Regions from separate parts of the Mus musculus genome. Here region 1 is linked to region 2. A link is a contact called in public Hi-C data. All regions are on one chromosome and are shown on one strand. The core of a region is the stretch at or near the end of the contact, and the rest is flanking DNA. Distances in the headings are between cores, read along the strand shown. Region 1 has its middle 18 kb from the start of Gm31586. Region 2 overlaps Gm31642 (a long non-coding RNA gene).

What was found. Hi-C and Micro-C count contacts between places; a contact is called where the count stands out from the background.
Region 1: a Hi-C map of cortical neurons shows a contact between it and region 2, with 1.8 times the contacts expected there. The contact joins two enhancer-like sites. A contact is called at or near these places in 3 of 484 Hi-C or Micro-C datasets (the AML12 cell line and cortical neurons) and 3 of 9 other capture datasets (adipose tissue, embryonic tail and pancreatic islet).

The regions. Positions count from the first base shown.
Region 1 is chr9:56,775,545-56,781,554 of GRCm38.p6, reverse strand. It overlaps a transcript of Lingo1 not described here. Among named protein-coding and RNA genes, the nearest start is that of Gm31586, 18 kb to the left of the region's middle. Within about 2 kb of position 3,819, at least 31 of the 459 cell types and tissues checked have an H3K27ac peak or open chromatin away from gene starts, as enhancers often do. A contact at or near this core is called in cortical neurons, where this site is marked.
Region 2 is chr9:56,655,814-56,661,776 of GRCm38.p6, reverse strand. All of the region lies in intron 1 of Gm31642 (a long non-coding RNA gene), which reads right to left. It also overlaps a transcript of Lingo1 not described here. Among named protein-coding and RNA genes, the nearest start is that of Gm31642, 7.9 kb to the right of the region's middle. Within about 2 kb of position 3,691, at least 25 of the 459 cell types and tissues checked have an H3K27ac peak or open chromatin away from gene starts, as enhancers often do. A contact at or near this core is called in cortical neurons, where this site is marked.

The DNA of each region.
Region 1 (6,010 bases), core at 2,570-5,069, 120 kb before region 2:
GTGGGGGCGGGGGGGAGAAAGCATGTGCACACAGAGTCTCCTCACTGATGGGAACTCTTAGACACACACACAAGGCCTTGTGAGTTTCTTTCCCTTGAGACACACACACTATTTCTGCTGTCACCCAAGGAGTAACAACAGGCCCACACTCCCACAGACTACACAGACAGACATGCTACTGGGAGCGCACATACCCTTGATGCTCGCCTCCCCCCTTGCACATCTTTCACGCATGTACACCGGTCTCTGCCCACATGAACAGCTCCGCAACCTCCTCAGCAGGGTACAGAGAAAACATCCACCTCCCTCCTCCCCAGGCTCTCTCTGTTCCCCCTCACTCTGCACCTCAGCCCAGAGTTCCCCAGGGTGGTGACTTTTCTTTTTCAACCAGAGAATTCCCCTACCCCCTTACTCAGCACTCAAAGGCTAGAATCCTGGGCCTGGGCCCCAGCCAGCCTGTGCACTTGGGGTGACCTTCCACCCTTGTCATTTTGGCCCTATGTTCTCCAGCCAAGGTCTCAAATAGGTCCCAGAGTTCCAGTAGGGGCCTGGGGGGTCGGCGCCTGGGGCCCGGTGGGAGTGTGGAGTCCCGCCTCTCAGCCAGAGAAGTGCTGCTTAGATCTGCATTTTATATTAGGGTCTGGGCAAGATTTAAAAAAAAATCCATTAGCTCCCTATTGATTTTGTTTTTCTGATTACAAAAGAAAATCCAAGTCTACATTTGTGGAACGTAGAAGCCACAGAAGCCCCCTTGTCACACCTTGTCCCACCCCTCAGAGGTGATCACCTGGAGGCCTGGCATCCCGGTCTCCCTCCGTGGATAGATAGACGGTTGTTTGTAAACACAGTTGCTCTGAAGGATCATCTTGATTCCCTCCCGTTGTCCTGCAGCTGTGCCCCATGCTGCCGAATGGTTGCAGGGTGTTCCATAGTGTAGATGTGCTATGTTTTACTCGAATGTTTCCTTATTGATAAACACTTAGGCTGTTTCCAATTTCTTTCCCACTCTTACTGGCAATGCTGCTGTGAGCATCCTTGAGTATTTTATGTGTGTACATGCACTGTTTTTTTTTTTTTTTTCCCTCTGTAGATGATAGAAATGGGATTACTAGGTTGTAGGGTGTGTGGGTTTAAAATGTTAATCAATACTGCCAAATTACCCTTGCAGTGGTTGAGCCAACTTCTCTCCCTTCAATGGTCTGTGAGTGTTCATTTCCCATCATCCTTGCCAGCATCGCTTGTTATAAATCATTTTAATTTTTCCCAATCTGATGGGCAAAAAATGGTATCGTGTCGTTTTCATTTGCATTTGCCTGATTGCTAGTGAGACAGAACATGTTTTCATACGTTTATTGGCCAATTTAGTTCTTCCTCTGCGGATTTCTAATTCACTCCCAATTTTTCTCCTTTGTCTTTTTTCTTATTGATTTGTAGGGGCTCTTTGCATATTAGTGGTATTTTCTTGCGGCTCCTTACTTGCATTTTAACATTGTTTATGGTGTCTTCTGCTGTACAGATGTTTTACATGTTTATGTAGTTGGATTTGTCAAATTTCCACTTTACAGTGTCTGGATTTAATGTTTGCCATAGGAAGGCTCTCCCCCACTGCACAAAGTCTCATTTCAAATCTGAGTTTTATTGCTGAAAAATCTTCTCAAAGCTGCGTTTGCAGGCTCCCTTCCAGCTGTCTGCTCCTCTCAGCAGCTGCAAAACCATCTCTGGTGGGAGTGGGGTGCAGTGGCCCCATCTGTCCACCCTTCAGCTCTGTCCTTCCCTATGTCTACCTAGGTCTGAGATAACTGCAGCTCTGTCTGTCTTTGCACCTCCATTTCTCGGATGCTCTGCCCTGCCCCTCTTCTGTCTCTCCTGGGAACCGCCCAGCTATTTTCTCATTAGGCAGCAGTGACTAGGACCGCCTTGGTGGGATGGGGACAGGGAGGCAGCTGTCATGCTCCCCTCTCCTTCTTTCTGCCAGTCTAGCTTCAAGTCATGTGGACTGACAAATAGGCTTTATCCCTGTTTTCTGAAAAAGTGTTCTTTCCGGAGGGCAAGCTCTGAGCCAGCCCTAGTCTTGCCTCCACCAGGAAGCCCTCAGGACCTCTTTCCTCTTTTCCAAAGTCTTGGGCTAGGTCCCACCCTTCTCTCCCGGATGCTCTCTCCTGCTCTTGCTGTCTGAGGGCTTCTTCTGGACCGGTTGTTACGTCTCAGGCCTTGCTTTCCACCCGTGTAACACAGGCCCATGGAGGCAATGCTTGCTACTGTTAGACAGAGTCCATGCAGGATACGATGGAGCTGACAGGCCGGCCAGCTAGGAATCATGGGGAGAGGACCTTGTTATACACAAGGAGCTCTCAGAGCACGTGCCTAGCTCCTGTCACTCCTGACAAGATCAAGTTCCTACAGAGGCCATTCCATTCCTCACCCACCTGGGCACCTTGAACTTGCCGGGCGGTGTTGTATTGGGTCTGGAGAGAACAGAGTCTAACTGGCTGTCTACGGACAGAACTCAAGTCCCTACTTCTTTCTCAGCTGCATGCAAATTCTCCCCACCCTTCCACCTCTAAATAGTCACTGTACTCAGGGTATGAAAGGGGACACTTTGCAAAGCCTAGCTTACCATAACTATAACAAAATACCTGAAACCGCCATCTTATAGAGCAGTGGTTCTCAGCCTTCCTTATGCTGTGACTCTTTAATACAGCTCCTCATGTTGTGCTGACCCTCAACCATACAATTATTTCATTGCTACTTCATAACTCTTATTTTGCTACTGTTATGAATCATAATGTAAATATCTGACATGCAGGATATCTGATATGCGACCCCTGTGAAAAGGTCGTTTGACCACAAAGGAGTCATGACCCACAGACTGAGTTTAGCTCACAGTTTTGCAGATCCTGCTCTGTGACTGGTTAGCTCCATTACTTCAGGCCTATAATAAGGTAGCACAGCATGGTAGAAAATTTGTACAGCAAAGCCCTTGGTACCGAAGAGAGTGGGCCTCACTCTCCAATGAAAACACACCCTGATTCACCTAAGGACCTCCCACTAGGCCCTAGGCCTCCAGAGTTCAGTCTGCTTCTATTGTGCTTCCCTGGAGCCCATGCCTTTAATACATGAGCCTATGGGAAACTCACAAGCTCCGAACTATAGCAAGATGCTGGTGGAAAATGCTCCCCACAGCCTTCTGGAAATGAGGCCTCGGTGGGCTGTAGAGGACAGAGTGAGAGCTTTGGAGGTGAGTCAGGGGAGCTGGGAGGTCTCTGAAAGCACGGCCCAAGTGCATACCCTAAAACTCAAGGCTGCCATCTCTGACTCATGGGTACTGCGTTTCTGTCTGGGTGTCTTCCCTCCAATCATGATGGGTCATCTCTGTCCGTGTATCTCCTCTGCCCTGAGCGTCTATCTCAGTCCCCAGGCTTCTAGTGGCTCCTTAACAGGAAGTGTGTAATGAGTGGGAGGCTGAGTGAATGGAAGACAGAGTGTTGTCAGAGGGATCAGGTTGGGGGGTGGAGGAGACAGGGTTCTGGGTTGGCTGGGGGCTGCCTTGCTGGGGTTGCCAATCCTTGCAGCTCTGTCTCCAGTCTGTATGACGGGAAACCGCTCAGACTCCACTTCTGTGAGGAGGAAAATGACTTCTAGGACATGCTGTTTGTTGGTAGATTTCTCTCCCCTTCCTCCAGGGCTGCACCTACTTTGGCAGCATCCTGCAGTTGCTGCAGAAGGAACAGGCGATGGATTTTCAGGGCTCTGTGCGCTCTGCTGAGGGGCAGCGATCCAGCAGGGCAGGTTGGAAGGAAGCCCTGCCCCTGCTCTGGTCCCTCGATCCTCCTTAGCAGAGCTCTCACATCCTTTCCTGGGACTCAGCACATGGGCAGGCCCCGTGTCCAGGAGAGCACTGGCTCCTACTGCAGCTCCTCCCTGCCCCAAATCATTGTCATGCTCTGCCTGTGGTCCCATTTCCATAGCAACTTCTTCTGATGCCTCTGAGGAGAGCAGGAGCTTCTAAAAGGGTTGGGGGAAGGGAGCTGGAGACCCAGTCATTGTCTGGGCTCGTGGCAGCGGGGGCTTGAGATGCACTCATGGGGATGGCTTGGCCTGCCAGCTCAGGTGGAGATGGGCTCAGGGCCACCAGCCAGGTGGTCTGGAGGCCTGCCAGGGACATGGCTGTCCTTGTTGGCCTGGCCCTGGCTGGCTCATGCCAGTCTACCGGGAGCCAGCTTGGGCAGGCATTGAGGGCACTCCTGCCTGGCTGGACCTGGCTTGGGAGGAGACCCAGGCCTGACGAATTGTTCAGGCTCTGGCTACTCACCTGGGCCAAGCTGGCACCACGGTGTCCTTCCTTCCTGTCTTGATCTCCAGGATCTTCAGTCATTGAGAGACATCCTTAGGGCCATCTGAATTGGGACACAGTTTAAGGCTGGAGGGCTGTGTGACTAGTGGGTTGTTTCTTGTCTGGTCCTTTTGCGATAGTCCTGGGATAGAGCCAAGGTCCTGCTTGGCACCTAATTCTCTGCCTCCTTCTAGAGGAGAAGCTGCAGCCTGGGAGGCAGGAAGAACCCACCTTCTAGACCTCACCCTCCCACTTGCCGCATGGCTGAAAGTTGCACTCACATCCTTGGCTTGCTAGAACACAAACTCTGGGAGGGGCTCTGAGCCTTTGGCATTTTCTGCCCTCATTGCATTCATCATCTTGGGGCCACATCCTTCCATCCATCAGATCTTAAAGGTCTCTCAGAGGCTCTGGGGATCAGGCCTGTGCTGGATGGTCCCACATGGAAACACCAGACGGCTCCCTGGGAAACGCAGGTGGAGGCTGCTGGGAGGGAGCTGGGTTTTCTAGGTACTTCCCCTCCTGTACTCTCCTCCGTGATCTTTGCCTTTTGTGGACTACTATTTGAAGGAGGATTACCACGGTGCTCCCTGAGTCACACACCCGTGAAATCACGCCTATGATGTGCCTGTCATGTTTTGCGCTAACACAGAGAAAAATAAATGCAAGCCAATGAAAGTCAAAATGTTTGCATCCCGCTTAAATCCCCCCATGCAATCCAGAGACAGACATGTATCTCCACTCTGAGAGACACAGATCTGGGACCCCTGAGTAATAACTCAGAAAAGGATTCAGGACTTTGAGAGGGTAAAGAAACTGAGGGAAAGAGAGAGAGAGAGAGAGAGAGAGAGAGAGAGAGAGAGAGAGAGAGAGAGAGAGAGAGAGAGAGAGAACTTTGCTCAGGGCCACAGGATCACAGAGCAGGAGAGCTGGGAGTACCTGCTTTGTTTCTGGCCTTCTGGTAGTGTCATGTGAGAGACCCCAGGCTGGATCCCTTAGCATCTTTCCTGCTTCTGTCTGGGGAACCCTTGGAGGATGCTTGAAGAGAGAGTAAGGCAGGGAGAGGATAAGTAGGAGCTGCAGAGATCTTTGGGGACAGGTAGGGGTTCAGGCTGGGAGATACTTCCTGGGCTCTGTCGACAGCATACTTTGGGGTTAGCCTGGAACCTGCCTTAGCATCTGGTGGCTGAGGAGGAAGAGGCAAATAGTGGTATTGATGGACACCTACTGTCCTCTGCTATTCCTCTGCTGTCTTGGCAGAAGGAAGAAATCCTTGTTTTATGACTGAGGGAAGTGAAGCTTAGAGAGTTGACTGGTCCAAGATCACAGGGCCAGTTGTGAGGCCAAGTAGCCAGACCCATCCTGATGCCAGATATTCATGTTCCCAGAGCATCCCTGATCCAGCTGGTGGCATGAATGTGCAAGTGCACATGTACCATTGAGTAGAAAGTGTGTGTGTGTGTGTACAGTGTTAATCGCCCAGCTGGGTGCTCTCAGATCCATTTGCATGTTTACCCTTCATAGCATCCTGCTCATCCTTTCTGACAGCACCTCCTCCTCTTTCTTCCCACAGCCTCCTGTATCCATAGGCCCTGAGATTCTGGTACCTATGGGCAAAAGGGCCAACTGAACCAGGCCTAGGCTGATTCCAGCCCAGCTGCACCCAGCACTACCCAG
Region 2 (5,963 bases), core at 2,442-4,941:
GTTGCAGGGTCATGGTGTCCCCCTACTGCTGTGACCTTATTCATCATAAGCACTGTGAGCCTCGGGAACCTTCAGGCTAGTGAAAGGTGTGAATGTGTCTGTCATCCAGTCCTGCTTGGCCCACCGCCATCCCTCAGCTCAGGCCATGCAGGGTAGTGGGCAGTGGCTGCGCCATTGTCAAAAGCAGGAAATGCTCAGAAAGGCAGGGGTAGAACTGGCCTGTCTGCCATGGAAGGACCTCTTGACCCTCCCATCATGCAGCCATGGGCCAGACAAAGAACCCAGGGTCTGTGAAGGCAGAGGCTGGTGTGTTCCTTGTATGTTGTATTGAGGACATTACTGTTCCATATGGTAGCCCAGCCAGGGAACTGGACAGTGACCAAACTGGATCATATTTGGAGCCTCAGATGGCACAGTAGGCACTATTATCCCTGTTTCATGAACCAAATCTGAGCCCCAAAGTGTGTCTTGCCTTGGAGTGTGTGTGGCACCTCTACAGTCAGTAGGGGACCATCTCTAGCTACACTCCTGCCCAAGGAGGCCCTACATTGCTGCTTTGGGCTAAGAGAAGCCAGTGTTTCTCTTCTAGACCCCAGGCTTCCCACATTCCATCAGTTTCCGAATGTCCAAGAACTTCTTTAGGTCTGACCACAGATTCTCACGCTTGAATTTCATCCTGCCGCTCTCCTGAAACCTTGTCAACCCAGAGGCTTGCTGGCCTCTCCGCTGTGGCTCTGCTTTCTCTGTACTAGCCATCTTGGTGGTTAGGCCAACCCCTACAGCCTGGCACGCCCTAAAGGCCCTTCTCAGCTTTACACCCAGACCTGTTTAACCCCGCCCCAAGTCATTCCCTCACCCCCTGCCCATCTCACTTCCTGGATGCCAGCTGAAGGCTTCTGTTTCCTCCCTGTCTGTGCATGATTGCCCTTGCCTACCCTATCTCCCGCAATGCCCAGCACCTCGGGGAGCAGATTCCAGTGGCCCCAGAGCCTCTCCCCACTCCCTCTGCCTGCCCTGGGAGCACCTGTGCATCAGGAGGTGACTTCCCTACATTTGTTCATGCTAACTCCCAAGCCCTGCCCCTGGAGAACTGAGGGTACATGTAGTCCCTGAAGGCCCCTCACTCCCCTCCACCTAGGCTAGAGATGTCACTGTAGACTGGGTACTCAGAGGCCTTTGGCTTGCTTAGTTTGCCTTCCATGCAATTAACTCCAAAATGGCTCTTAGAGCAAAACTGGCTAGCCTCAGATGAAGGCGAGCTGGAAAACAAGCTGTTTTTCAGAACTAATTCATACTAAGTAGTATATGACTGCTAGAGTTTTCCCAATCTATGGCACTAGTACATGAAGGAGAAGTGTTGCCACCATAGTATCATCGACTGCCAGGGCTCAGTTTTTACCGTGTCAAGCACTGTTCTAACACTGTGCATATATTAAATCACTTAATTAATCCATTAACTCAAATGGATTTCAAATGAGTAGGAAGGGAGAATGTTGAGGGAGAGAGGAGTGAAGCGGTGGAGCCTCTTCCTCCTCTCCTTCCATTCCCACTTGACAACTGAGGAGAAAGCCCTCTGTGAGCACTTCCAGCCACAGCAGACATTAGCATGGATCCCTGGGAGAGCAAGGGATATTGCTGGGGACTCACAGTCCTGTGGGGAGGGTGGGGTTCAGGTGAGACTTCACCCCAGTACCTCAGGGTGCCTTGGAAATCTGGGTGTCGATGTTATCACACAGGCCCACTGGGGAATCAGAGGCAGTGGATTGCTCCTGGGCCCCGAGGCCATGGGACTCTGCAGAACATCCCCCAGGGCTTGTCTCTCAGCCTCAAATGGAGCTGACACAGGAATCCCATGTTGCAATGGGGAGGCTGAGGTCCAGGAGATGTAACTGTGCCCTCTTGCTCCTCAGAAAAGAGCTTGCTCCTGAATACCCCCAGTTGAGGTGGAGAGGGGGCTGCTAATCCCATAGAACATTCCTTCCCCACCACCCCTAGCCCCCTCTTTGGCCAGGTTGCCAGGCCCCCTTTGCCTTCCACCCACCAAGCTGCCTCCAGCTCCCAGACTTCCTCTGGAGGAGGCTGGGCATCTGTGCTAGGCTGCCCACAGCCTCTCCCAGCCACCAGCTTTCAAGGTCAAGCTGCCTGGATATCCAGTAACTGATCCAAGAGGCTTCCATTAGAAATCTCCCAGCCACAGCCAGCTTTTTCCATTGGCCCGGCACTCCACGCTACAGCCTACCCTGTCTAGCCTACCCATTACTCAGCATCAGGACCCTAGAGCCTCTGAACAGAGACAGGGGTGGCACCATTCTGAACTGACCCCCAACCTATCAACTGCTGTGTTCCGTGTGACAAACTCCTTCTCCTCTCTGAACCTCTGTGTCCACACCTAGGATGGTGTCTGGTCATATGATTTTGATATCAAAGTGACAAGGGGAAGGGACAGAGTGGCCACTCTGATGGGGGCCTCCGAGGAGCCCTGCCTGGGGGCCCTCAGGTGGGAAAGGTCTATGCTGGGACTCTTGCTTGTCTCAACAAGTTCAAGCACATATTTCAGAAAAGGTATCGTTAAGGCATTTGAACCAGAATCTTAAGAAGGAGTCTCCTTGACCTGAGACCTGGGCCAGGCTGGCCTCCAGAGTGAGGGAGAGGGAGAGGGGAGGGAAAGGAGGGTGAAGCATGAACAGCTCTGAGAAGTGATGCTTCTCCTCTGCACATCTGACCACAGCAAGCCCATACGCATGCCTGGCAATCTCAACTGTCCTCTCAGGGATCCACCAGGCCCGGCAGACTCTAGTCCCTGCCCTGCCCCGTGCTCAAGCCTACATCCTTGAGGAATCTCTTCTGTCCTCTGTCTGTGTGTTCATGGTCACATGTGATCCCATGACATCAACCCAACCTAGAGTAGCTACTAAAGAGACCCATGTCCCAGGGTGCTGAGCTCTGTGATAAAGCCCACTGATGGTCGCAGGGAAGTAAGGCCCAGCTGGGTGTCTCTCCAGGCCCTGCTGCCAGCCCATCTGTCTTCTTCCTCAGGGGCCCCAGTCTATCTACATGATCTTGTTCTGCCAGGGAGCGTGCCTGTGTTTCTGGCCAGCACTGAGTCCCCTTTGCCTGATGGACCTGAGTGAAGAGCAAATTCATGCTCAGCTGGTGTTGGTTGAGTGAACCGACTCTTTGGGCCTCAGTTTCTGGAGCTGTACATTGAGAGAGAACTCCACAAGTGCTGGGCCCCAGCTGCAGCAGGTGAGAGGGAGGCTCCACCCATCTCGGAGTGAAGATGGAGAGTATCAGAGGGAGGGACACCAGGGTGAGCCCAGCTGAGGTATGGGCTGTAGAGCAGAGCAGGGCCTTCCCCTTAAGACCTTCTACCATGGCCTGGGCCATTTGTGTGCTAGAGCAGAGGTGACCAGAGTGAGGTGTGACTCCTAAGGCCCTTTCCCTTCCACCCCCAGGAAGCAGATGGGCCAAGCTTGGGCGGGCGGTAGATACAGGCCTGGCATTTGTGTATGTGTGTGGTTTTTTAAAAAATCTGACACATTTTTGTCACGTCTTGGTTCATCAGAACAGTGAAGGAGGCGGGAGTGTGAAGAATGTTTTAACTCGCAACTTTGTAAGAGTTCCAGGTTCTCCCGGGCTCCTCCCCCTCCATCAGCCTCCCCTCCCCATGGAGCCTCCAAGCCCATCTGTTCCACAGTCCCTGCTCCCTGCCCCCATCTACCCATCCATCCCTCCTTCAGCAGAGACATAATGGGAGGACTGTGAGAAGGGCTAGGCAGGGAGACAACAGCTTTTGCTTTGTAGTCCTGCTAGACCTGGACTTGCTGTGTGATCTTGTGTCGCTTCTACACACTGTGCCCCATTTATGTGTTCCTGACGGGTCTGGCCCACCACCTGTGGGTTCTCTGGCTCTGACATGCATATAAATGTCTGCTGGAAGGGTTAGAAACAAGAAAGCTAAAAGTAAAACCCACATAGAAAGATCGGGGTTCATAGCCTCCAGAGAGCATGGGTGCAATGGGAGGAAATTGATCAGTCTTTGCTCCTCCTCTTCCTCCTCCCACCTCTTCCCCATCACCATCATCATCACCTGCCGCGCTCACCCAAGAGATGGCCCAGGGCTAGCTGATGTCTGAGGTCAAGTGGGGAGGAGATGGGAAGTACTGGGAACCCAAGTACTACTTACGTTCTACTTGGTACCAAAGGGCCCCAGCAAAGGATGCAGGATGGGTGCTGAGCCATAGAAGACTTGCTCTTTAACCACCAGCCCTGCAGCCCCCAACCCTGGCACCAGCTTCCACTACATTAATCATGGAAATGCCAGCTGGCCTGGAAAAGCAGGGTTATCTACAAGGCAGGCTGGCAGGCACTGCCCTGGTAGGCATGAGAAGTTTGTGAATAGGGAGGGGCGGTGCCCTAGGGCAGCTCAGCCAAGGCCTGGGCTGCTTCTTCATTCCATGGCTTAGAGATCAGGGCTCTGGCCCCCTCACCGTTGCTTGGCAGGGAGGCCTTGGTGCCATTGCCAAGGACAAGAAAACCAGCACCTAGCTCCCCTTCTGTTCCCCATGCCCTTCCATACCTCGCAGGGAACTCCCAAGCCCAGCGTTTATATCATACAGCAAGGGCAGAGGAGCAGGAGGCAGATAAGGCCCATCTCAGAAAGCACCAGATCACTGCTGCCCACAGACAGCTCCTGTGTATCCTGCTGGCCCCTCCACGGGCTGCCAAAGGACAGCCGAGAAATCCAACATGCCCCTTATGGCAGCCCCAGCCAGACCCGGGGCCGGCTGAGTCAATGCGCCCTGCTCGAATCTCGCCATATGGGCGCTGGGCGTCTGCAGGGGGTGGAGCTGGAGTTGCCATGAGAACCCGCACATTGGCATTTCCTCTTTTGGGAGACTGAACTACGTTCTGCAGGCAGTGTAGGCTTCTGAATCCCAATTCTCTGTGTTTTTAGGAAGGGAAAAAGGGCAGGGGAAGGGGGTGGAAGAAGGCGAAGAGAGAGTGTGGCGGAGTCGGGCTGACAGCTCCAAGGGGCAGCTGGCTGTCTGGGACTGTCGAGGATGGACCAGGGGCTACTCTTCCCCTGGACTCAGCCCAGGGACAAAGCTGGGTCTAGGATCCCTTTCGATCACTAGTTCTGGCCTTGAGTAACTTTTTTTCCTTAAATCATATGGCCTTGTCCCTTACCTGTACCTGTACTCTCTCCTTTCTGCTCTCAGTTGCTCAGGGCAGTGGAAATGGCATAGGGAACATCTAAAAGCAGAACATGCAGGCCTTGCTGTAGAAACCTTAGTTCCCACAGTGGGCTAACAGCACCAACCAGGAGGCTCTCCATACACCTAGGGAGAGGCCTGAGCAGAGTTCATTCTACCATTGTGCCTTAACATAATAGTTCAGGACACATCTCTGACAACAGGTGAGTTAGAGATATGGGCCCAATCCTGGAAGGATGTGACTAAGGTGACTAAGTCCTGGGGAGGAACTACTTGGGCAAGGGGAAGAGTCAGGTGACCAACAGGTTGGAAACTTGCTGTAGAGGAGAATGCTAGCTCTGACCCATCGCACTACCCCAGACATGAGGCAGGTCATGAAACACTGCTGCTCTGTCTCTTGGGGCCAGGTAGGAGCCCAGGAAATGAAAGGGGGCCCAAGGGAGGGACATCTGGCTTTCTTCCCATGAAGCTGTGGGGTAGAGAGGTAGGGCAATGAGCCACCACAGCCCCTGGTCCTGCCTCCAGTAACAGCAGAGCCTGGATGTGGAGTCCTACTGGGTTCTAAAACCTCTACTTAGTTCCTGAGATAACCAAAGGGAATGGCAGTATTTGGCCCCTAAAAGGACTGAGGCTCAGAAAAGATTTATAACTTATCAAGGTCACCTTACTAGAGGGAGTCCCGCTTCCAGGGTGTCCAATCTCTGACCTCTGACCTCTGACCTTCAGGCCTCCCTCACCATCTCCAGC